Linked DNA regions of Mus musculus: all the other regions are linked to region 4. A link is a contact called in public capture Hi-C, promoter capture Hi-C and targeted proximity ligation data. All regions are on one chromosome and are shown on one strand. The core of a region is the stretch at or near the end of the contact, and the rest is flanking DNA. Distances in the headings are between cores, read along the strand shown.

Evidence for each region. Promoter capture Hi-C pulls out the DNA fragments that hold promoters and counts their contacts. Capture Hi-C pulls out chosen DNA fragments and counts their contacts.
Region 1: a capture Hi-C map of embryonic stem cells shows a contact between it and region 4, with 4 times the contacts expected there. A contact is called at or near these places in 2 of 39 promoter capture datasets (the C10 cell line and hippocampal neurons), 3 of 484 Hi-C or Micro-C datasets (all in embryonic stem cells), 5 of 130 datasets of targeted methods (embryonic forebrain, embryonic hindbrain, embryonic midbrain and 2 more) and 3 of 9 other capture datasets (embryonic stem cells, embryonic tail and embryonic trunk).
Region 2: a targeted proximity ligation map of forebrain shows a contact between it and region 4, with 7 times the contacts expected there. A contact is called at or near these places in 3 of 39 promoter capture datasets (the 3T3-L1 cell line, HPC-7-derived erythroid cells and hippocampal neurons) and 2 of 130 datasets of targeted methods (embryonic forebrain and forebrain).
Region 3: a contact with region 4 is called in a promoter capture Hi-C map of pre-B cells, with 2.2 times the contacts expected there. A contact is called at or near these places in 4 of 39 promoter capture datasets (the 3T3-L1 cell line, hippocampal neurons, pre-B cells and 1 more) and 2 of 130 datasets of targeted methods (embryonic midbrain and large pre-B cells).

Annotation. Positions count from the first base shown.
Region 1 is chr19:24,997,994-25,000,986 of GRCm38.p6, forward strand. Dock8 (dedicator of cytokinesis 8) reads left to right here and starts at 1,536. Exons shown (of 48, transcript NM_028785.3): 1 at 1,536-1,710. The coding sequence starts at 1,658.
Region 2 is chr19:26,465,925-26,468,685 of GRCm38.p6, forward strand. No RefSeq gene overlaps it. Among named protein-coding and RNA genes, the nearest start is that of Gm34808, 41 kb to the right of the region's middle.
Region 3 is chr19:25,059,210-25,062,040 of GRCm38.p6, forward strand. It overlaps Dock8 (dedicator of cytokinesis 8), which reads left to right. Exons shown (of 48, transcript NM_028785.3): 3 at 1,899-2,074. Among named protein-coding and RNA genes, the nearest start is that of Ndufb4b, 28 kb to the left of the region's middle.
Region 4 is chr19:25,609,091-25,612,001 of GRCm38.p6, forward strand. Dmrt3 (doublesex and mab-3 related transcription factor 3) reads left to right here and starts at 1,447. Exons shown (of 2, transcript NM_177360.3): 1 at 1,447-2,177. The coding sequence starts at 1,709.

The sequences.
Region 1 (2,993 bases), core at 286-2,785, 610 kb before region 4:
AATATCTTTAGGAGACCTTTGGAAGTTAGAAACAACAGATATATATTTTTAAGCCTTCTAGAAAATTGACCCTGGGAATGAATCCAGGCCCTTGAGAATGTTAGGCCTTGCAGTTGCTTTGTAGCACAGGCAGACCTTGAATTTGTGATCCTCTTTCTTGCCTCAGCTTTCTGAGTAGTGGAGATTACAGGTTTGGATTACAAGGAATAGTTGGCCTCGTTTATTAAAGTCGTGTTTTCTGTCGGTCTGTACTTAGAGTCTCTGTATTGTTATGTTGTACACATTGTCTTTTATGTTTAAAGGCATTGGTATGAGGGAGGGGGAGAGTTACCTAACCAGCTCTGAAGGTTTGCTCAACTACCTACCCAGAAGCAGAGGAAGAAGGCTGCCAAGAATAAATAGCATATGGTCGGCCAGTATTTTAGTATTAGGTTACAAATTAAGTTGTAGTGGACCAGTGTTGTTCAGTAAGAACTCAATGTGCCAGCAAATGTGAGCTAAGGAAGTAATTTTTACATCTTCTTAATGGGAGCCACATTTTAATACAGGGAAAAACAAACAGGTGAAATTATCTTTAATAATATGTTTCTTAACTTAACAGCTTCCAAAGGATTGTTTTTAACATGCAATCAATACAAAAATTAAGACATTTTGCCTTATTTTTTTTCTGTACTGTCTTGGAAACCCAGTGTGTATTTATTTTCCAACCCATCTCACTTTAGACTAACCAAAAATTCAAGTGGCCAACGGCCACATGTGGCTTGTGGCTTCCATATCTAGACTCTGCAGCTTTGAGCCAAAAATATAGCCCTTTCGTGTTTCCGAAGGCAAGTTGACAAGTGGAAACACACGGAGTTCATACAACACAACTTGGACCAAATATATTACTTGAAATAGGCACAGTCTTTTCCACGCTCATCCTTTGGGGATTATTTTTATTTTTATTTCTCCAGATTTCTCCTTTGTGGTCTGGTCAGGTTTCTCCATGTAAAACAGAACTCTGTTGAGATACCGGTCAATCTCAATGCTGTGTATTCCCTCAGGTTCTAAAATGAAAAGTCATATAGCTCCTAATATTTACTCGTGGGATGCAGCCATTATAATAAAGTGTCCCATGAATGACAGTGCGCCTTCGGCTGGGAAAAAGTCGACTGATGTCCTAAGAGGCTGCCTTAAAAAGAAATGTTCCCAGGAATGGCGTCAATCCACCGGGTGGCCCCTCCAGACCCCGCTGGCTGCTTCTGGATCCAGCGCTCACTGCCCCAGTCGCCCTCCGGCTCCGGCCGCCGGCGTTTCCGGCCAGCTCTCGCGGTCCGCGCTCCGCAGCCACCGTGCCCGTCGGTCCCGGGTCAGCGGCGGGGGAAACGCGCGCCTGCGGCCGGCGACTCTGAGTATCCGGAGCGCGGCTCGGCGCGGCGTCCACGCCCTCGCCAAGCGCTCGGTGCGTGCCAGGCCGGGCGGCGCCGCGGGCGGCGGAGGGAGCAGAGCCCTCCCCCCGGGAGCTGCGCGGCCAAGGTGGAAATGCGGAAGTTTCCGCGGCGCGGCTGACAGATGAGGCTGGCGCCGGGCGCGCCGGGCTCTGCAGCGGCTGTGCGTTCGGGTCCCGTCCCCCCGCAGCCCCGCGAGCCCCGAAGCCGTGGAACCGCGCGCGCGCGCCATGGCCACGCTGCCGAGCGCCGAGCGCCGCGCCTTCGCGCTCAAGATCAACAGGTAAGACGGCGCGGTTCCTGGCCAGTCCGCGGCGGGGCGCGCCGGTCCCCGTGGCGACTCATTCTCGTCCTCTTGTCACCCGCGCTGCTGTCCGGACCAGCGTCTTGCGCCACCTCCCCAACCCGGCGTGGCTCCCGCCGCCCTCGCTGTTCTGAGACAGGTGGCCCGACCCGGAGCGCGGGGTCGCGCGCCCGAACTTGGCTTAACAAATTGCGCCTTCCTTCCAGTCGGGAGACAGCGGAAAGAAGCTAAGTGGCTGAAAATCAGCCCTGCTTTGAAGCAGATCGGTCCGTGGTCCAGGGTTAGGGCTCTTTCAACCCCCTCTTTCCAAAAAACATCTTGGCTTTGGATGGCAGCGCTATTTTTATACCTTGGTCCAAAAGGAGCCAACCATGAAGTGGAAAAAATGATTTTAAAAAAATTCCTCCTTTAAATAAGCGAAAGGGAATGAGCTGTAGCTGACGTTTAAAGATTTCTAGCACTCTAGAAAAGTGAAGAACACAGGGATTTCCAATTTATAAACAGAGCTGCACACGCCACATCTCTGTGAGTTGACTACTCATAAAGTTCTCGGTAGACTCAAGCGGCGGCGTTTCCTCCACTGAAAACTGCTGACAAGTATTCAAGGGGGCATTTTTGCCTTGACCTGGGAAATCTAGACTGCCTGGCTAAAAGATAATGTGGAAGGGCAGCGCTCTGGAGGACTTCCAGGGTTGGTGTTTTTTTCTTGTTCTTGTTTGTTTGTTTTTGCATGTGGGACGCTGGCCCACAGTAATTCATCTTTGGGCTGCTAGTGAGTGAAGCTGGAGTCACTAGGAATCACCATCCTTGAATAGTGAGCGGTAAGGACCACAGAGGGCCAGTGGAGTTTCCCTGTGCAGTTGTGAGCAAGACCTTTCACTTCCTTCACTATTTCATCTGTCCAATTAGTTTAATTATTAATGTGGACTGTATACAAATGCTAAAGGGTAACTATATCATAATTCAGTCTTCCTATCGGAGCCTTTCCCCTCATCAGGCTGTCCTGGCTGCAGTGGGGCCGTAGGGGCATAGGAAGTTTTGATGGCTGTCATCATTGCCTTCCCCGCTTCTCCTCTCTTTGTCCCTGTCATGAGAAAGAAAAAAAGCCAGGAAACAAGGAACAAGGGCAGGAAGCTGTTAGGGATTCAGGAGGGGTGAGACTGATCTGAAGTGACTGTCTGGGACCTAATGCAAGCCTGGAGACGCTCTTGCAAGGAGCTTCGGGGTTGGTATAACCCAAGGGTGGAGGATTAAAGTCCTTA
Region 2 (2,761 bases), core at 82-2,581, 860 kb after region 4:
TACTTCTCATCTGAACAATGAGGGCAGCTTGCTTAGATGAGTGCTAACATCTGGTCTAACTCTCCATGTTGACGATTCAAGTTGAAAGGATGGTGATTCACTCACAAGGATGGGGGCTACATCCAGTCATTCAACAAATATGTATTTTCTTCACAGTTGTTTATTCTGCATCTACTACTATGAGGCAGATTGGCTGTCAAACATACTGGTGAAAAAAATGACAACGACCCTGCCCACTGAGAAACCATGTGGCCACCCTTGTGCTGCCACTGGGCCATATCCCACATCAATTATCCTGGTAAATGGGGTGACAAGGATTTCATAAGCATACTTTCATTGAAGGTTCCCTCTGGGACAAGTATAGGTGTGTTTGCAGCCATAATGCTAGAATACTAGTGAAAATTAGCATCCCTCTTGTTCTTAAAGCAGGCAAATTCAAATAAACAGGAGCTGCACAACAGCTTGGCCATGCCCCTTCCGGTTAATGCACAGCTTCCCAGATCAAGCTATTGATGCACTCTCCTGCCAAGATGCCAACAGGAGTGTCCAATTAGTGCCAATTTGTTTCTTGTAACCTGGGCACCTGTCACCAAAGAACCTGATAAAAATAACCAACTCAGTCACCGTGGATCCAAACGGCTCGAACTAATCCAGACAGAGGTAAACAGGAAAACTTCAAATCCCACTGCACAGACTCCAAGGGACCCAGTTCCTCCACCTGTGGTCACATTTATGCCTTATTTCTGAATGATGGCAAGACACCAACTGGCAATTGATTTTTTTTTCTTTAAATGCAAGTTATCAGCCCTTCCTTCCAGCCAGCTGCGGGCTTCCCCCTGGCAGTTCAGGACTCACAGTGATAATGGATTATCTTGCCTTTTAATAGCAAACTACTTTCCACTGAGATGGAATGAAAGTTGTGGAGGAGAAGCGAAGCCACCCTAGAACTCTTTCAACTCTCTTCAGGAAGCACCTCTAGTTTGCACATTTAAAAAAAAATAACCTTTAAAATCTAACCAGGTTTCTGCTGCGTGGTTGAGCCAGCCACCAGGGTCGGGCTGGTTATATCTGAATTAGCACTGCTTGGCAATCATTTTCAAACTTTTCCTTCATGCCAGCAGTTTTGCTCCCAGGGTGTGCAGTGGTAAGGGGCAGATGCCTTCGAAGGAGCTATCGGGTGGAGATTAGGAACAATAAGCAAATGAGCAGGCAGGACATTTTTACAAAATCAGCCAGGCAAGAAACGCAGCACGTCTTACTCTTCAATAGTGGGCTCATCCAGCCTGCTGCTTTACAGGAACAGAAATGCCTAGAATCTAAATCTGCCACAGGAGGGGGGAGGTTTTTTTTGCCTCCTCACAGTGCTGTGAGCTGAATGGTAGATTGCATCACCTCCATTGTAAGGCCGCTCTCATTATGAGAAACCAAACACAGAGTCTGGCTCCTAACTGGAGTATTAATAATGAAAATGGATTATGTGCATCCTGTTTGCTAAGCAATTATCCCAAGGCAGGGATTGAGTCCAGATTTTTTGCCTCGCTGCCTGAGTGGCAGGCGTGAATAGATAGACAGGTATTTGCATGCAGTGGCTCTGACCTGGAGAAAATGTCAGCAGCTTGGGAAGTGACGGGAAAGCTGCAGGTGCCTGGGTTTGGCAGCCTATTCTTGGAAGAGGCAAACAAAGAAGGAAACGCTGGGATTTGCCTTGATGGTCTTGAAGACAGCTGTCAGCTTCGAGGTGCGACTGTCCTCCACCCTGCTCACCTTCAGTCTTTCATTAAAGTGCTTCCAGCTCCTGTCTTTTCAAGGAGATGAGTTTTATGTGCATGATGGGGAGTGATGCTTTTGCCAGCCACTCTGTTGACCTAGATTGGATCTGTTTAACCTGGGTGCTTTTCAATGAGAGCGCTCTCCAACGCCTTGGGTGCGTTTCCGGTTTTTTAACCTCACATTCCTCTTTCATTGGGCAGTGCTAACTACCTCTACTTCCTGGTATCCCTGCACGGTCCCAAGGCTCCACTTCCAGGCCAAACTGGTGCAAGAGCTTCAGGATAAGCACCTTAGATTCCTCTCTTCTGCTATGATAAAATACCGACAAGAGGCAACCTGGGAAGGAAAGGGCTTATTTCCTCTTACAGGTTTTCCAGACCACAATCCACCATCGAAGGAAGTTGAGGCAGGAACTAAAGCAGAGACCATAGGGGAATGCTGCTTACTAGCTTGCTTCTATAGCCCAGGACCACCCATCCAGGGATGCTACCGCTCACGATGGGCTAGGCCCCCTTGCATCAATAAGCAATCCATTTGCCCCCACAAACATGCTCACAGGCCAATCTGATTAAGGCAATTCTTCAACTGAGGCTCCCTCTTCCTAGGTGACTCTGATTTATGTCAAATTGACAAAGATTAACCAGCATAGCAATCCACCATCAACAGCTGTGTGGCCTCCAATTGCCCCCTGAGATGCCATTCTTGTTTGTCATACAGTTTCATATATGAAACCATGTTAAAAGTCGGTAGCAGAAGTTCATATGGACAAGCCACATTACTCATAGGACCAGAGATAATGGTGCTAGACTAGAGGCAGATAATGTGCATAAGAAAGCTACCCACAAGCCGGGCAGTGGTGGTGCAGGCCTTTAATCTCAGCACTTGGGAGGTAGAGGCCAGTGGATTCCTGAGTTCAAGGTCAGCCTGGTCTACAGAGTGAGTTCCAGGACAGCCAGGGCTACACAGAGAAACCCTGTCTCAAAAAACTCAA
Region 3 (2,831 bases), core at 197-2,696, 550 kb before region 4:
GTCAGAACCAGGGGATACTTTCCCATCTTCTTGCCACCTGATGATCGAAGGGATCTCTTTGCTCTCAGTTCAAACCGTAACGCTTTCTTCTGCCTCCATTGCATCCTGCTGACAGTGAGTGCTATGTAAGTCAGCCATCTAAAAGAATCTGGGCCAGAAGTAGGTAGTGGATTTACTTGGGGTTTCTTAGAGGAGCAGAACTGGTAGAATAAATATCTATTTATTTAAGGGGGTTATTAAACCCCCTTACAGGCTAGTCTGGCTAGTCCACCAATGGCTGTCTTTTGACAGAAAGGACAACAGTCCAGCAGTTGTTCGGTCCACAAGGCTGGGTTCTCAACTGGACTTTAATGTACTTTGGAATCCCAAAGAAGCAAGCTCTAAACCTGATAAAGGGATGCCTCAGCAGCAGGAGAGATGAGATCAGAGAGAGTGCGGGCAAGCAGGGGACAAGAAAACTCTTCCTTCTTCCATGCCCTTTTCTGTGGGCTGCTACCCGAAGGTGTGACCCAGATTTAGGGTGAGTCATATGACCTCAAATGATCTGGATTTATAAGGTAGCTCTTCCTATCTCCAATGAGCCAATCAGGAAAAGCCTCTCACGGGTATGCTCGGCTACTTGAGTTTTAGTTGATTCCAGACATAGTCAAGTTGACAACTAAGAATTGCCATCACCGGCAGCTGTATCTTCTCTCTCAGGAGTAAGTTGTTCCTGTCTCAGGGAAAGGGAGACAGTGAAAGCCATACATAGTTAAATTCTGGCACCCTTTTGCCCTTTGCCTCTTCAACAGCACTATTCCTCCACCCCAGCTTAAGGCCTGCTGGTATGTGGGCTCAAGGGGATGAAAAACCAGTTTTGTCAGCCCTTCCTTCAGGCTGGCCCTCCCATAGGACAAGTCCGGAATCTGTGGCTTTTGTTTTGTGATGCTTTGGGGATTGGGAACAGAACAGCGAACGTTCACTTGGGCTGTGTCAGAGGGCTGCAGCCTCTACTGCTGTTGTTATTTCTGGGCCAGTCTCCTTGATCTAAGTGGCTTTCACTGCCTTAAGGCAGTGGTTCCTGGATCTTTGCATGCATCGGGCTAGACGTATTTTGTTTAATACGGGACTGGCAAAATGTTGCCTATTCTTAATACTATCAACTGAAGAGCAACATTGTTTCAGTTACTCTGGGTCTCTATCCTGTCTATTCCCTCCCCCTCCCCTCCCCCCTCTCTGTGGGAGTATGAAACGAAGATGGGGCAGCTTTCCTCAGCAGATCCTCAGGGGTTGCTCGCCCAGGTTCAGTCCTGTGCGTTTCTTCCCGACTAGTAGTGTTTGGAAACCTCAGCCATAGAGGGGTTTAGCCACAAGCCTGGCTCCAGGTCAGCTGGGACTGTGTCTAAGCTGCTGGCTTTGAGCAGCAGTGTACAGCCGTCTCGGTCCAAGGGAAACACTGCATCTGAGCGCACAGCCAGAGGAGTGCTGCGTTTGCCTGAGTTTCTGGAGAGTTGCCTTCTTTCTCTTTTTCACTGTGTTTGGGTAAACAAAAGCATAGCCTCCGAGAGAGAGCTTTTGCAGGAGAAATTATAAAAATTCCTCAAAGCCTGTGATCTCATTTTGGATCTCCTCAGGATTCCTCATCAGGCTGCAATTAAGCCGAGAAAAATTCTGCCTTGGGGAGGGATTTTAATTACTCATCGTGTTGTGACTTGACTTTCTGCTACTGCCTTTCTTTACCTCTCCTGTCACAATTGCAGTTTGACAGCTCCTCCAGTCGCTTCATTTAGGCTAAAAGTGAAAACGCTGGGTTGAAGGGGAGGGCAGGGCAGATATCCACCGACTTGCGTGCCTGTGTGTCTGTCTACTCCACCAGGAAGCCTGGTGGGAACGACCCTCTCCCCTCCTTTCCCCTCCAGCCTCAGCTTTATGAGCCTGTCGAGCCAGTGGACTTTGAAGGACTCGTGATGACACACTTAAACAGCTTGGATGCAGAGCTGGCCCAGGAGCTGGGGGACCTCACCGATGACGACCTGCATGTGGCCTTCACACCCAAAGAATGTAGGACTTTGCAGCACTCTCTGCCAGAGGAAGGGTAAATTATTTTTTTGAAAATATGAGATGGGAAGGGTGCTGATTCTGAACCCCTGTCTGTCTGTCTGTCTGTCTGTCTGTCTCTCTCTCTCTCTCTCTCTCTCTCTCTTTCTTTCTTCTTGAAACAGCCATGTACCCTAAACTGAACGCAGAGTCACAGCCCTCCTGCTCCTGCCTCCGTGGTGCCTGAGTTAAAGGTGTGCACTGGCATGCCCAGTTTTGAAATACTCTGGAAAAGAAGCAAACTTTGGATTGGGGTGGCGAGGACTAGGGGGAAGGGCTACAGAGCAGCAGCAAAATGCCTGTGTAACATGTGCAAGGTCTCAGATTTGATCCCTAGAATTACAAAGAAGTTAATAATTATTTTAATTAAAAAAAAAACATTTTAGGGCCCGAGGAGATGTCATGAGGACCTGAGCTCAGATTCCCCAGCACCCCCAGAAAAAGCAAGGCATGGTGACAGGCATGTAGTTTAACTCCAGTGCTAGAGAGGCAGAGGGTATCCCTGGGGCTTGCTGAGCAGCCAGTTTAGCCACTTAGTAAGCTCCAGGTCCAACTGAAAGACCCTCCCTCAAAACTAAAGAATTGAGGAAGGTACCCAACATCTACTTATTGCCTCCTCATGCACATGCACACACTCACCAGCACACACACACACACACACACACACACATATTTTAAAAGGAGCAAAACTACTCAATCCACTAAAATATACAGTACATATAGTATTGCTCCCTAGATGTAGAGTTTGTTTGCTT
Region 4 (2,911 bases), core at 197-2,696:
CAGTCCTAGAATTCACAGCAAACTCAAGATTGCCAGCGATGCTCTCTTCCTTGGCTGGCGGTAGGGCTGGGCACTGGAAAGCGACCTCCAGAAAGAGACTATGGTCTCTGTGCAGTTCAGGAGTCAGGTACCGCAGCAGACCCGTTTACGTTAACTTTCACCCACACAGTAAGAAGCGGAGCGCACGTTCCCAGGGGCCGCTAAAAGACCGTCCGGGACTTCCGTTGGCTCCTTCCCACTGAGTTGTTAAAGCGGTCCTGAGCCTACTTTATGCCTTGATTTTTGTTCGGTTGTTTTCTTGGTTGAGTGAAAAAAGGCAGCCTTCTCTACACGTACGTAGTAATACTCGACATTGGACAAACCAATACTGAAAACAAGCAAAGAGTATAAACGAAATTTATGCTGTAAAAAAAAAAGGCTTATGCAGTCTAAGGTTATACAGGAGACTCTTCATCGTCACGCAAAGATTGTTACGAGTAGGGTCTATTCCTTATTCTTAAGTAAAACACAGCGTCTGTGGGGATTTGAACTGGGCAATTCCGGACCTTGGCTGATTCAGTGGCCTTTGCGTGAACAAAATACCAGGTAACTTTGGGGCCACTAATGTGTCTTCTCCCTACACCCTCGGAAAGTTTAAACAGTGCTTAAGAAAAACATCCAAGAGAGCACTTGGCAGTCCAAGGCAGAGAGGTCATTCAAGGCAGAGATTGTTTATTTTAAAGACAAGAGGAGGTTAAGTAGAAAATTGAAGTTACCCTATAAAACGAGTTGTCTTCCTGAAGCCTGACAGATTAAAAAAAAAAATACTCATTTTTCTTCTGTAGCAATGAAAAAGAAACTAGATTGCAAAACCAAGCGAAGAATTCCCGAATCACTACTACCCCTCTTTTGATTCCTCTTGCCAGGTGGAGACTTTCCGGTTCTTGAAACCCGGTTCTCCCGGGGCCGACCTGCGGAGTACCCTCAATTCCCTCGCAAGCTCCGAATGGCTGAGGCCAAGGGTGGGAAGGAAAGCGGTCTAGGGCTCAGTGCTTCGAGGCCAGTGCTGGAGCGACGTGAGAGGGTAGGGGAGAGGCCTGCCGGCTGGCTTACAAACACCCACCCCCCTCCCCATCGTCCCCCGCCCCACACCCGGTCCGCCCAGCGCTCCCGCGGTACCGCAGCGGCGCAGTCCCTCCCGGCTCAGGAAGGGGTAACAGAGCGCTTGGCAGAGGGGGCTGTGAGCGCCCCCGCCTGAGAGGCCAGGCTGCAGGTGGCGGGGAAGGTGAGGTGCAGGAACCCGAGGGGTGCCTGCCAGGGAGGAGGAAAGCGCGTGGGGAGCGCAAGGAGGCTGGGACCCCGATTGGGGGGGGGGTGGCGGCGGGAGGGAGGAGGGACTGGGGGGGGAGGGTGGCGGAGGAGGTGCTGGGTCCAGTCTGCGAGGAAGGGACCAGGGAAGGAAGTGGCTCAGACCGTAATCAGAGCTCTCCCCGGCTCCTTGCAGCTGCTGGAGAGCCTCAGCGTGGGAGGACCTGCGGGTGGAGCCTGCGCCCCGAGAGCGGCGGGCAGAGAGGCGGCACGCGTGGGTACCGGCGGGCTGCGAGCGCCATCGGAGCCGGGGAGACTGCTGCCGTAGCTCCGGCCGCCGCGGACCTTCCGGGGCCTCCCGAGAGCGGGCCTCCGAGCTCTGTGCTCCAGCTCCCGCCGCCGGCCGGGGGGAGCCCTGGGCATGAACGGCTACGGCTCCCCCTACCTGTACATGGGCGGCCCGGTGTCGCAGCCGCCGCGGGCGCCCTTGCAGCGCACGCCCAAGTGCGCGCGCTGCCGGAACCACGGGGTGCTGTCCTGGCTCAAGGGCCACAAGCGCTACTGTCGCTTCAAGGACTGCACCTGCGAGAAGTGCATCCTGATCATCGAGCGGCAGCGGGTGATGGCGGCGCAGGTGGCGCTGCGCAGGCAGCAGGCCAACGAGAGCCTGGAGAGCCTCATCCCGGACTCGCTGCGGGCTCTGCCAGGGCCCCCGCCGCCGGGGGACGCTGCGGCCACCGCCGCTACCGCCTCGCAGTCGTCGCCAGCCTCCCAAGCGTCCCAGCCGCCCGCGCCGCCTCGTCCCACCGCGGAGTTGGCCGCGGCCGCCGCGCTGCGCTGGGTCGCGGAGCCCCAGCCCGGGACGCTGCCAGCGCAGCTTGCTAAACCAGGTGAGAGCGTCTGCGGCGCTGGGGTCGCGCTCCGAATGAGGGAGCTTCGAGGGCTCTTCGGGATCGTGGGGGAAGGCCGAAGACAAGTTTGTGGGAAGTGGACCTGGTTGGACCTGCCCCACCCCCACCAGGCACCGGTTCTTACTCTCCCGGAAAGGGGGTCTCGAGAGTCTGAAGCCGATGGAACCCAGGAGCCCGCCAGAGGGGCCAACCAGATCGCCTGGCTGTGTCCCTATCGTCAGAGGCTTTCCCCGGGTTGAAAGGGAACATAGCAGGTCAATTTTAAAAATAAAATGATGTCTTGGGGAAGACCGACTTTAAACACACCACAATGAGGAGGGTTATCCGGGCTGCGGGTTTTAGACGGGTGGGGGCTCTCACTTGGAGCGAGGGGGTAAGTAGGTGCTGGCTAGCAGTCAGGGCCCAGTGCTTTGCTGTTTCTAGGTGATTCTTGGCTTGGTCCGGAACAGGCGTTTTGTCTCTTACTTAAAGGAACTAGGAGTCGTTTTGTTTTTTTTAGCCAGGCTAAGAGGCCTCAAGACTTAGAATTTGAAAAAAAAAAAAAAAAAAAAGGCGCCTTTTAAGAACTCTAAGGAAAAGGCTCCAAAGTGAAGCTACTTAACTCTCTTTTGCTGAACTACTTCTTTGGTCCTTTATTGCCATTTCCCGGGCTGCTGTGGTGTGAAGAAATTAAAACCAAAACTTGGCCTACAGTGGAGAAAACCTAGCAAGTG